2 separate regions of the Danio rerio genome follow, and region 2 is linked to region 1. The links are chromatin contacts, called in public Micro-C maps. All regions are on one chromosome and are shown on one strand. The core of a region is the stretch at or near the end of the contact, and the rest is flanking DNA. Distances in the headings are between cores, read along the strand shown. Region 1 has its middle 16 kb from the start of si:dkey-195m11.8. Region 2 holds the start of tmt1a.1 (thiol methyltransferase 1A, tandem duplicate 1).

Region 1 (6,151 bases), core at 1,954-4,453:
AGTTTTTCTACTTACAAAGTCCATCATGTAAATATCAAATGCACCATGGACTCTTAAAGGGAATGTGAGACAAGACTCTGATTGGCTTAATGCACTTTATGCTCAAAACACGCATAACTAGGCCCACACGGACTCCACAGATTTTCGCAGATTTTTAGCCCATCATTGAGTCTATTTATTTACTTGTGTAAAAGTGTGTAAATTTATATTTATTCAGGTTTTATTATTTTAATTATTTAATTATTTTCAGTAATACTATTGACTAATATGAAAATGTTAATATTTTTTATTCACAATACAGTTTGTAAAGTAATATTTTCTCTCTTTTAGAAGATATATAAGATGTGAGACTTGCTTGTGTACCAAACAATGGCTCTAATTGGATTTGCGTTGTAAACATTAAATAAAAGTTAAAAAGGTAATATTTTTTTCAATTTAATATATTAAGTTTTTAGTTTACGATACTCCCAAAAATGATTCCACATAAATTAAAAATTTTTTTTTTTTTTACAAAATTCTGCGCAGAATTAACAAAAAATGCCAGCAGATTCTGTCTGGCCCTACCCAAACCTCATTAAGTGAATAAGCACACTTCTTTTAGACCATATACCAGGGTGCAAACTATACTTTTTCATCTTTAAAATGGCAAAAGTGGATTCAGACACACTCTTAATGCTTTTGCATTTTGCACTTTAGACTTTGCGCCTAGATCGTTAAAATAGAGCCCTTTAAGTAAGACAATTCTTCATCACTAATAATGCTTAAAGCTAAACTAAAACTGTTGCTCCAGTGAAGAAAGCACTATAAAATGTACTCTTTACTCATCCTCAAGTAATTCCACACCATTCATTTTCTTCTGTTGAATAGAAACAAAGATATTTTGAAGAATGTTGGTAAGCAGTAGCCAATTACATTCAGTTACATAGTAAAGTGGATGGGGGAGTGGAATACAATTTAGTTCGGTGGCTACTAGTTTCCAGCACTCTTCAAATTATCCTCATTCCTGTTCGACAAAAGAAGAGAAATTACCATTGTTGTAGCTGTGCATGGCTGACATTCACCAAATATGTACTAAAGCGGTTTATTACTTGTTCAGTTTAAGTAAATATACCACTTGAACATAAGTGCATGTGGACTGTTGTTTTCAGTGACTTAGGCTCACATTTGAAAGAAGCGGAGTGGAGGAATGCTATTTAACAGCCACCACAGCCTTCAATTCATCATGATAAGAGCATCCACAAACCCTTCACTGACAACACAAATCCTTGGAAGTGTTGTCAGAAGTCCTTACAAGTCAATGTTGAGTGGATCCAGCAACACCAGAACAGTGATTACAAACAGAGCAGCTGAAACATTGTGTCTTATATTATGTAGCCTATATGTCGTTTTACCAATGTATCTTATTGAATGAGATTACATTCCACATTTTAGTCAATAAATAAATAAAGCGATCACTTTTATAAGGGTAGGCTATTTCAGTGTTTAAAGTAAAGAAATATAAAAAGCCAAACACTGGCCCGGACACAGTGACTTAGTGGTAAGCACTATCAGCTCACAGCAAGAAGGTCGCTGGTTTGAGTCCCGGCTGGTTTAGTTGGCATTTCTGTATGGAGTTGCATTTTCTCCACGTGTTTGCTTGGGTTTTCTCCGTGTGCTCCGGTCTTCCTCACAGTCCAAAGACATGTGCTATAGGTGAATTGGGTAAGCTAAATTGGCCATAGTCTACAGTATGTAAATGAGAGTGTATGAATGTTTCCCAGTACTGAGTTGCAGCTGGAAGGGCATCCGATGTGTAAAACATATGCTGGATAAGTTGGCGGTTCATTCCGCTGTGGCAACCCCTGATGAATAAAGGGACTAATCCGAAGGAAAATGAATGAATGAATCAACCACTGGCCAGAAACATGTTAACTTATGCAAAAATAGATTTTATTTTATTGAAATGTATTTCACCATTGTTTCCTTCTCTATAATTAAATACCATAATAAGTATTTAAACATTTTTGATAGTTCTATGATCTGAACTTATGCTGGTAGAGAAAAAGGTCCATATGTTATTGATTCAGTTAATTTACAACATCAAACATTTATGACCTTTTTTGTCGTGGACGTCTTGAGCCTTTTTGTTGTAACATTTGTGTGTGTGGGTAACTTAAAATACTTGAACTTTAAAAAATCATGAACTTTAAAAAATCAAATTATTTTTTAATATTTAAACTTAAACCATATGAATCAATTACCTTATGACTTTATAAAGCATAATTGACGGCTTAATGATTTTAAAAATATGTTTTGTGAATTTATTTAAAGATGACGTGTACTATTTTTGTCATTGGTTTTACCCTATGTCTTTTGGCAATATTAAAGGTTTTTATGAAATCTTATTTCTTATTTTTTCTGCATGTCTATGCAGAATTAGGCTATAGTAAAAATAATGATGATGCGACAAATAAGGATGTTTTACTTTTTTCAATCAGATTTGTTAAAAGTATTAGGCTATTTCACAATGTTAGTTCATTTCTGCTACCATTTAAAAATTATTATATTAAAAATGTTTATTTGAAAATCATCTATAAACAAGTCAAGTTTTAAATCGTAATTCTCAAGTTTAGCGGAATTCTATGGAAGTAAAAATATTATCTTTAAATTATTATGTATCTTAACACAATTTTTATTTTAGACAGGAAAAACAAGCAGTGATATACCAGTGATACAAATAAATCATCAGAGAGAAACAAAATGATCTTTAGTGGTGTTACACGGTAACAATTTTTTATAAAATATGCATTTTACAAAATATCTGCTGCACGGTATCCAACCAAATCATATGCGGACTAAATTAGGCCTTCATTCATTCACTTTCCTTCGGCTTTGTCTTTATTTCAGAGGTTGCCAAGCAGAATGAACCGCCAATTAGCATATGTTTTACGCAACAGATGCCCTTTCAGCTGCAACCCAGCATTGGGAAACTAAATTAAGCCTAAGTAAATTTATTCATTTACATTCTAGTCTTTTTTTAAATAATTTATTTACAATAAAGGAGGTGAAGAAGTAAACCTGGAAATGTTGTCAAGTGTTAAGTCTAGAGACAGAAAAATGCCATTTCTGTAGCATGACAAGGCACAATTTGGCCATTTCAAACCGCGCTTTCAGTTAGTGCGCGCATGCGTTTTGAATAGCTTTTGCACTATTTTGTCCACAAGGTGTCGACAACAAACAGCGGAAGACATACTTTTAAACTCACAGTTTCAAAGAAAACGTGAGCTAGTGAGACAGAACACTGAGCTGTTTTGAACTAGTATTTCATGACTTGGAGTTTAAGGTTTTTGATTGAAAGGCAAGTCCACTATGCAGAAATCTTCAGTTACTTGTTTAACATTAAAACTTGGGTCCTTTCAACAGCTTGAATGCTATGAGGAGATGAGCAATGAGCAATATACTAAATAAAATTTCTCAGAGTTGTAGTTAAAACATCGGGAATGTGTCATAGATTCTACAACTCTATGAAAAATATTGTTTTACTGTATATGAAATGACTTCCTGTAATTAGCATTGCATAGGCTTCATCGTCAAGTTTGTCAAGTTAGTCTATTGTTTTGGAGGCAGGACACCTTCTTGAATACAGTCCCGCTGACATTCGAGCCATAAAGGCCACTTGACATCTCTGGAGCCCAGAAAACTAACTGCAAAACAAGAAAATAAAGTCTCTGTAGACAACATAGCCTAGTGAAGCGACACAAACAATAGACTGCTATGCTGACGATTGCATGCACGAAGGGATATAAAGGTAACAACTCAATTATTTAAAGAGAAAGACATTTTTATCACACATCTTTTGGAAAGAAAAGAGACCCTTGATGAATCTCTAGTGCGCATGCTATCAAATGGGAACTTGACAATGCAAAAATAAAATATAATTTTGGGCTTCAAGAGAAGATGAGACTTGTTTTTACTATTCTATTCTGGAATAGTAAGGTAAATTAAAAGCCCAACTGATGAAAGATTTATTTAAATTGGTTCATCTGTGTGCGGACATGATCACTTTTTTCTTCCACCACATTTTTAGTGGATCAAAAGGTTTACTTTTGTATGAGTTTATGCTTGTTTTTTTAATGTGAAAAAAAGTCAGTATAATGACTATTTTCATAGTGAAAAGGTGAATGTTCTCACACACCCCAAAATTATACAGGCTACTGGGCATTGTTCAATATCCTTCTGAGAAAGAAAAAAAAACACAAGCACTCAAGCTTAACTGGAAGGCTGCTTTATTGTTTGGAAAAGGTTTCGTGCTCAAATGAAGACAATCTTTCACTGATTCTCACTAAGTCAAGTGGTTGTGCAACACACCCTCTCCTCTCCAACATCAGTGGCAAGAGATAAGAACAACATTTTGAACCAAAAACCACTTGAGTTATTGTCAGCAAATGAAGGAAATAGCATCTCAGTCATGCTACAAAAGAACAGACAGAAATCAGTATTTATAGAAAAATAAAAGAAGTGGCTGAAAATCAACAGAAGCTGAGCACAGAAGGCAAACTGTTTCTCTTTCTACAGACTCAACCTTCAAGAGATTCATCGAGTGACCGACGCACTCCATTTCCTGCCCCATGCTATTTGACGATCTCTGATGATGAAGTCAGGCTGATGCCAGTTAAGTTTTCTTTTTTTTCTTTTCCTTTTTGCTCTTTTTAGACTTTTTTTTTTTGGTCTTTTGTCTTTTTTTTTGTTCATTTTTTTGCTTTTTATTAGATGTCACAGACATTCTTTAGTACAGTTCTTTCTCCTAGTGCTCATTTGAAACAAGCTCCACTTGTTTAGGAGAATATTATGCAACATCATCTACTTTTTCGACAAACAAAATTGGCAGCAAAAGGCACCTTAAACAAACATACAAAGACAAGAAAAGCATAATATAAAGCCTAACCAAACCTAAAACTGCAAATTGCATTGCTGTGTATCTAAGAGATGAGGAACAAGCTAAGCTCAAGTCAAACTGCATCACACACAATTAAAGTGACCAAACCGTCACACACTCTTCATCCCCTTTCCCCTACCCCCATACACTCGCGCGCACACACACACACGCTTGCTCTTTCAGACTCGGACAGACAGATCATGGCATAATTTTGGCGAATAGGCCGGAAGATGAAAACAGGGTTTATGAGGGAAGAACATGTGGCGTCCAGTGCATATGTACGTAGTATGTGAGTTGGAGATGGCAGGACGTATTCACACAGGGTGTAAATGAATTGCTGGTAGTGCATTCCCCTCCCAAAAACAGGCGACATAAGCCATAGCGAGCAGCCAGTACATTACCGTGCATTGAAAGCTAGACCCGTGCACACACACAGTCCTCACTCTCTCAAAGCCAAACATCTTACACACACACAAGCACACACTGTGTGGGCCAGGTCAGAGTTTTGGTCGTTCATCGAACGTATTGCACGAAAGAAAGAAGAACGTGAGCAAATGACAGCCAGAAGTGCTTCCCCTCCACTCCAAGCAGAGGTCAAAACAGAGGAGGACAGTGCTCTCATATCGTATATATACATACATATGCATATGTATGCGCACACACATCTACATATACATGTATAGACAGATACATATGATCTATAGCTCTATATATGCCTTGATTTATGTATAGATTTATATATACTTTTTGCATTTAACATATATTGGATTCCCCTCTTTAATGTGAAAAGTGTGTCAAAAAAATCTACACCTTCTAACAAATATGTCAGTCTACCTAGTGAGACCAGGGCAATGAGTGAAGCCATTCTATTAAGGTTATAATTCATTTTCAGTATTAGATAGCAGTACTTTTTTTTAAAGTGTTTCCGTATTTACAAAAAACTATGCATGCCGTTAAAATAAAATTATATATTACATTATTTATAATCTCTTAAAAAGTTCATTCTTAACTTTTCAGCATTTTGTGCTGCTTACAACATAGCCTATACTGTACAACATGTTTTTTAAACTAGATTTTTCATCGAAACGAATGATCTGGTGTTTGTTTTTTGTGTTTCGTTTATACAGTCGAGCCTGCATGGCTGCATAAATGAGAATGGTTGAGCTTTGCTGAGCAGTTTTTTTTTTTATTTGTTATTTTTTATTTATTTTTTGGTTAACACCCTCGCATGCAGCA
Region 2 (6,596 bases), core at 3,512-6,011, 110 kb after region 1:
AGCGATCCATGTAGATCTCGCGTGCCTAAGGATGTTTAAAAGACCCAGGAGAAACTGCGGATGTCGCCATATTGTTGCCGCTATCTTCCTTCCCAGTGCGTACGGCTAGCCTGCATAATTGATGACTCTCAGCAAATTGTTAGGGAGCGTCTGCAAGTACCCTACTTCCGACTTCCGTACTGACCGAGCAAACGCTGCAACGTAAGCGAAACAGCGCTAAAAGGCAGTATCAATCCCAATGTTGCGAGTCTAATTATACTTACCCCTCCTTTAGAAATTTCAACTAATCTTCTCATTTATGTCTCAAAAATGGTTAAATCGTCTCAAATTTGTAAAGGGTTAATTAAAGACATTTTGTTTGAATAAAGAAGTCTTTAATGATCTGCCAGGTTTTCATACAAAAAGCCTAAAATATTAGTTTCTGCATTAATTAAGCAGCATATGACCACATATGCAAATTACAGTTTGTCATCATCATCATCATCATTATTATTATTATTATTATTATTATTATTATTATTATTATTATTAACTCATTAAGTATTAACTTAAAGCTAAAACAGTTTATTATATTATATTATTTATATTATATTGTATTGTATTGTATTGTATTATATTATATTATATTATATTATATTATATTATATTATATTATATTATATTATATTATATTATATTAACTACATAAATGCATGACAAAGATTTTATGACATAAAGATATTATGTTAATATATATTAATCTAAACTAACATTATTGAAATTATTGAAACATTATTGATATTTTTAGTTTAGTCAACTTAAATCGAGTCAAGTGAAGTAATTAGGTTGAAAATTGAGTCTTCAAATTTTAAGTTGAGTCAACTTTGTTTTGTTTACAATGAGTTGAGAAAGCTATTCCAGGCTTCAATGGGATCTTTGATGTTTGGAGAACTGCACTGTTTGCATTTGTTAAGTTAGACTTAGAAATGAAGGGTTCTTAATTGGCTTTAATGCACTATAAAAAATGTAGGAATTATGAAATTTATTTAATAATTTTTAATTTATTTAATAATTTTTAATAATGTGAATTAGGGACACACAAAATTAGAAAAATGTGACATTGCAATGTTTTTTTTTTTTAAAGTGATATTTTGTGATACACTGCATCTAAAGAATTGATTGAATGGCACTATTTAGAAAGAATTTAGGCACACTTCATTTTGAGGTTCCTTTTTGTTATTAGCATACCATTAACTATGACTTTTGCTTCAATAAGTTTTTCATTTGCTCTTTCTCAATAATTACTAAGGTATTTTAGGTATTGGGTATGATGTAGAATAAGATCATGCAGGAAAATATAGTTTTTAAGTATTAATAAGCACCCAATATTTCAATAACATGCATGCTAATAAGCAACTAGTTGATGTGAATACATCTATAAAGTGTTATCAAATGTATTCACCTTTATTGATTGATATTATTCTGTTGGGACGAGTGAATCATGCATAAAATGTAATAAACAGGCCCGTAGCCAGAGGGGGTTTGTGTGGTTCAAAAGACCAACCCCCCCTTACTGACAATGTCCAGAATTTGGGTGCTATATGAGCTCATTTATCACCTTTTTCACAGTATGACATCATAAATTGTGAAAATAAGCAATAGAAGGCGGCTTTAAGACAAATTACATTTTTAATTATCCAAATGGACAAATTCTGACCGGGAAAATGAGCTGGCCAGCTTTTTTTTGTTTGTCTAGGTGATATAAAACAAGTTTAAAACAGATTCCTAATTGTTTTTTGTTTTAAACGATGGATCATAATAAATTTATATTTTAAAAAATAAGCATTTTTTGATGTATCTTTGTTTAAAATTTGTCTAATAATCTCATTACATTACTTATAAAACTGTAATACTTTACAGTTTAAATGCACATTTGTAAATAAACACTTTGTGGTAAAATAGTATGGTAAGCACTTTGACAAAAATGTGGAAAATATTTTTGTTGCATCAAAAAGGTGTGGTTATGATCACCATGTGACAAGCTAATCCAGCAATGATTAGTGCTTAAAATGTCACTAAAATGCAGAATTTAAACCTCATAATTAAATACAAAATGAGATGAATAACTGCAAAAAGCTCCACTTTTGAAAGACTACAACCCCTCAATAAGCTGGCTATGGACGTGATAAATGAATAACAATCATAGAAAAATTCAATAAAGCAAAGAATAAAGTGAAATAAGCAGTGCATGTTTTGTGGTTTTAGACATGTAAAAATTACACTGCAATGCATTCATTGTATAAATAATTTAATATGATTATTCTTTAATATCCCCTTAATAAACTTCCTATTTATCTTCCAATTGGTAAAATGTCCTGTGCCTGAACACACCTCAAGCCTTAAAAACATGCAAATTATAAAATTAATTACGATTAAACTCTGCAAGAACTCCATAAATCTCATTTTCTGAACTGAGACTTGCTCAAATATGACCAACTCAACATTGCCTATCTATGCGATGTGACTATTGCGAATGCACACATTGGGATATTGATGTTGAAACGATATATTGTGCAGCCCTAATGTGAAATGATACAAAAAACTGTCAGCAGTTTTTCTGTATTTTACAGCCTTACTTCTATATAAATTACTTATTATACATTATATTGCTTCAAACACCTAAAACGTCAATAAAAGTCACATTGTTAAACTGGAGAGTTGAATTTTCAACATCAAAACTTGAGAAAGTCCCATAATGCAAATCATAGCCATAAACAAATGAGAAAAATCTATCAAAAGATATACAGAACCTGATAATTAATAATAATAATCTCTTAGTGTGGTTAAATGAGAAATCATTAATATGCATAAAACATTTGTCCTTCACATGAGAATAAAAGATAAATAAAAATAAAGTTCTTCAGAGAACCAAAAACAATACTTCTAGGGCACTGTTGTAAAAACGTCCTACATTTTTAAGGATATGGTTCAAGCCCTGTGGGAGTGCAGTCATGGAAGCAGATACTGTGTGGTCAAAGGTTGCGGGCAGTAGTTAATCTTCCTCTAATCCTGTTAGGAGGTGAAAGGAAACAACAGCTTTAGACTTTCAGCCTACATCAACTCCCCCTTCTGGGCCACTTGAGCATCTTTTCCAGTCCTCGCTGATGAGCCTCAAGTGGACGAAGCCTTGCTGTGCAATGCACCACCAGCCATGACAGTGTTTGCTCACTGAAGCCACTTTAAAAAGAAGCCAGACAGAACACAGAGGCATCTTCACGTGATCACACCTTCTGCAGAACAAACCAAGATTAATACAATTGCAAGTTTTAGAGGAGCTTACAGTGTTTAAGATATTACTGTAAACCTAATCTCAAGTAAGAAATCCTCAATCCTAATCTCAGTCACTATGGAGGGCCTGATTAGGGATAAGTGCAACTGACAGGAGGATGAATAGAAAGATAGCAAAGCGCTATACAAAAATTAGGAATGGTTATAAATCTGTTATAATAAAAGTAAATGCAATAAATCAATTATTTTAATAGTTCATATCATATTCAATGAATCATATTCATTTGAACAATAGGATGTAATCAGACATAAAATGTATAGTTACGTTTGTAGGTGCACAGTATTATTTGTTTGTGATAATTGTTGAAGTATTATTGCTATGGCTCATATGGCAACGATCTTATACGGTCCGATAATTGATGTGGTTACCAAGATAAACCATAGTGTCCGTCTGGCCATGTGAACTCAGCATATTAAACCTAATGAGATGACCTCTCCATTTAGAATAAGCTTTTGCTTGGTAGGCTATTAGCCAATGCCATTTTAGTTTCACTGGGTGATTTATTAGCACTGAATTAGTTTTTTTATGTGTATTTTCTGGATATAAAATAATTTTAAGCCAATTGTCAGTAAACATTTCTTGTGTTTCTACAAAATAAATTCAAGTTTATGTTTTTTAATGTCATTTCTGCTTTATTGTCTACTTCTGTTAAAAGATTGGCTAAGACTTTTAAAAAATGTGTTGTTATTTTCACATTTTAAATAGTTATAATTAAATTAATCTAAATGGGAATCCTAAGTATTTTATACACTAAAATTAACATTGACAAAACCCTTAGTTTTGATGATCAAGATTATTCCAGTTTTATGGTTTGACCATATTTCCTTCTTGTTTTTTCATTTGTGCAAAAAAGTGTATATTTGTTGTTGTTGTTTTATGGTAATTTCTGCTTTGTTTTCTGCTTTTATTCAAAGTCTTGCTAGATTTTTTTAAACATTTGATGTGTAATTCTTACATTTTTACATTAATATACAGATTTACATGCTTTATATGTATATAATATACATTTTAGGTTAATGTAAATGGGAATCTCAAGTATTTTATACATTAAAACAAACATTCACAAAACACTTAGTTTTGATGATTAAAACTATTCCAGTTTTGTAATTTGACTATATTTTCTGCTTGTTTTTCAATTTGTGCAACAAAAAAAGTGTACATTTGTTGTTTTGGTATTATTTTATTAATTAAATGCATTTTTTGTGCATTTATTTTTAAGCACATGTTTAAATTATAACAATATATAAAAATATTCCTACATTTTTAGGAAGGAAAAAAATTAAAACAGTGGAAATGAGTAGCCCACTGTAAACACTGAAATTATTTATACAAGTCTGACATCTGCCGACGAACTGGAGCACTGCTTTGACTGTAATGCAATTCATGCGTCGAAGATGTTGATTGGTTGACTGTCACAAGGTCCAAAACGACGCCTCTCTCGTCTATCAAACATGATTCAGATTTGATAGTCATATAAAAATGTCGCTGTTTATGAACTTGTGCGCGTTTTTCTGCAAACTCGTCGTGCTCCCGATGTACATCGCGGAGCAGGCGGGACTCTTGTCTTTCTACAAACGCGTCTTTCCTATCATTGTCTATAAAATCTCCTTCTCGTACAATGACAAAATGAACGACAAGAAACGGGAACTATTCCGAAACCTGGACCGATTTTACCCCTCGAAAGGCTCTCTGCGCATTCTGGAAGTGGGCTGCGGATCTGGGGCGAACTTTGAGCACTACCCGACGGGCTCCAAGATCACCTGCACAGACCCCAACCCGCATTTCAAGAAATACCTGGAGAAAAGTATGGAGAAGAACGAGCACCTGGTGTACGACAGCTTTATAGTGGCGTCGGGGGAGAATCTGCAGGCGGTGGAGGACAGCTCGGTGGATGCTGTGGTTTGCACTCTGGTTCTGTGCTCGGTCAAAGACACCAACAAAGTTCTGCAGGAGGCAAAGAGGGTCCTGAGGCCTGTAAGTTTATGACAACCTGTGCACAGGTGAAATACATGTTATTACATTTCATAAATGCTCCTCTTATCGTTACTCTAGAGCAATTTGCAACAAAGAGTGAGTAATGATTACAATCAAATCTATATGAGAGGAAAGGTGACAGCATTACGCAACTCACCGTTTGCTCTGATAATCCCATTAGAACACACTGTTTGTTTTAGGGCAAATGTCAGCAAACAGGTGGTCTTTTCTAAGTGTTTTTAATAAATAGATCTGCACACATTCAAATGCACAATATTGGGTTGAGAAATATAAATATTGTTTTGTTTTTCAGGGAGGAGCGTTTTTCTTTCTTGAGCACGTGGTGTCAGACCCTTCAACCTGGGTTTACTTTTTTCAACATGTTCTTCAGCCATTCTGGTAATACAAAACACTGTTTACAAAGTCACTATTATAGATTTTAATTGAGAGACATAATTGAAATCACAGCTTTTTAAAATGTAGTTAAAGGATTAGACTGGTTTAGTTGAATACCAATTCAGAGTTGGGTCATTTTGTACAGTGCAATAAAGGCAAGAATATCTGATCTGTTTATTCTCTTTGGCCTACATTTAATTGAAAATATTACAAAGAAATGATTTGTAAAGTTTTAATTAACCAAAAATAATTTTATTCTGTGAATTGAGATTGCTGCTCAAACTTCAAAAATGAATAGCATGTTCATTTTCTTTTCGGCTTAATCGCTTTCTTAATCAGGGGTCGCCACAGCGGATTTAACCGTCAACTTATCCAGCATATGTTTAACGCAGCAGATGACTTCCAGTTGCAACCCAACACTGGGAAACACTCGTACACACATTCACACACATACACTATGGCCAATTTAGCTTGTTCAATTCACCTGTAATGCATATGTTTGGACTGTGGGGTAAAGCGAAGCACCCAGGGAAAACCCACACGAACACAGGGAGAACATGCAGACTCCACACAGTAATTGCAAATGACCTAGCCGAGGCTCAAACAAGCGACCTTCTTGATGTAAGGCGATCATGGTACCCGCTGCGCCACCATGAAATAGCATGCTTTACCATGAAATTTGACAATCAAAAAACAACATTCTGTGGTCGTTGTCTGATTCTCCTATTCATAATGGGTCAGTCCAGCACGCGAACCCAAAAACATGCAATTGTAGTTCATGCAGAATGAGAAATGATGCAACTCATAACATTTAACTTCCTATTAAAGACATCATCTTGATCAGGGAACAACGCTAAGGATTTTTTTCTACTGGCCGGATCGGACCAGTTGTTGAGAT

The links. Hi-C and Micro-C count contacts between places; a contact is called where the count stands out from the background.
Region 2: a Micro-C map of caudal fin shows a contact between it and region 1, with 7 times the contacts expected there. The contact joins the promoter of tmt1a.1 here to the enhancer-like site in region 1. A contact is called at or near these places in 4 of 18 Hi-C or Micro-C datasets (caudal fin, embryo, hematopoietic stem cells and 1 more) and 1 of 4 datasets of contacts at active chromatin or transcription factors (embryo).

The regions. Positions count from the first base shown.
Region 1 is chr6:41,933,913-41,940,063 of GRCz12tu, forward strand. It overlaps a transcript of scn8ab not described here. Among named protein-coding and RNA genes, the nearest start is that of si:dkey-195m11.8, 16 kb to the left of the region's middle. Within about 2 kb of position 3,204, at least 4 of the 62 cell types and tissues checked have an H3K27ac peak or open chromatin away from gene starts, as enhancers often do.
Region 2 is chr6:42,039,113-42,045,708 of GRCz12tu, forward strand. tmt1a.1 (thiol methyltransferase 1A, tandem duplicate 1) reads left to right here and starts at 4,762. Exons shown (of 3, transcript NM_001080039.1): 1 at 4,762-5,302; 2 at 5,616-5,701. The coding sequence starts at 4,808. It overlaps LOC103911260 (a long non-coding RNA gene), which reads right to left. Exons shown (of 4, transcript NR_170237.1): 3 at 5,153-5,318; 4 at 2,235-3,269. It also overlaps a transcript of scn8ab not described here.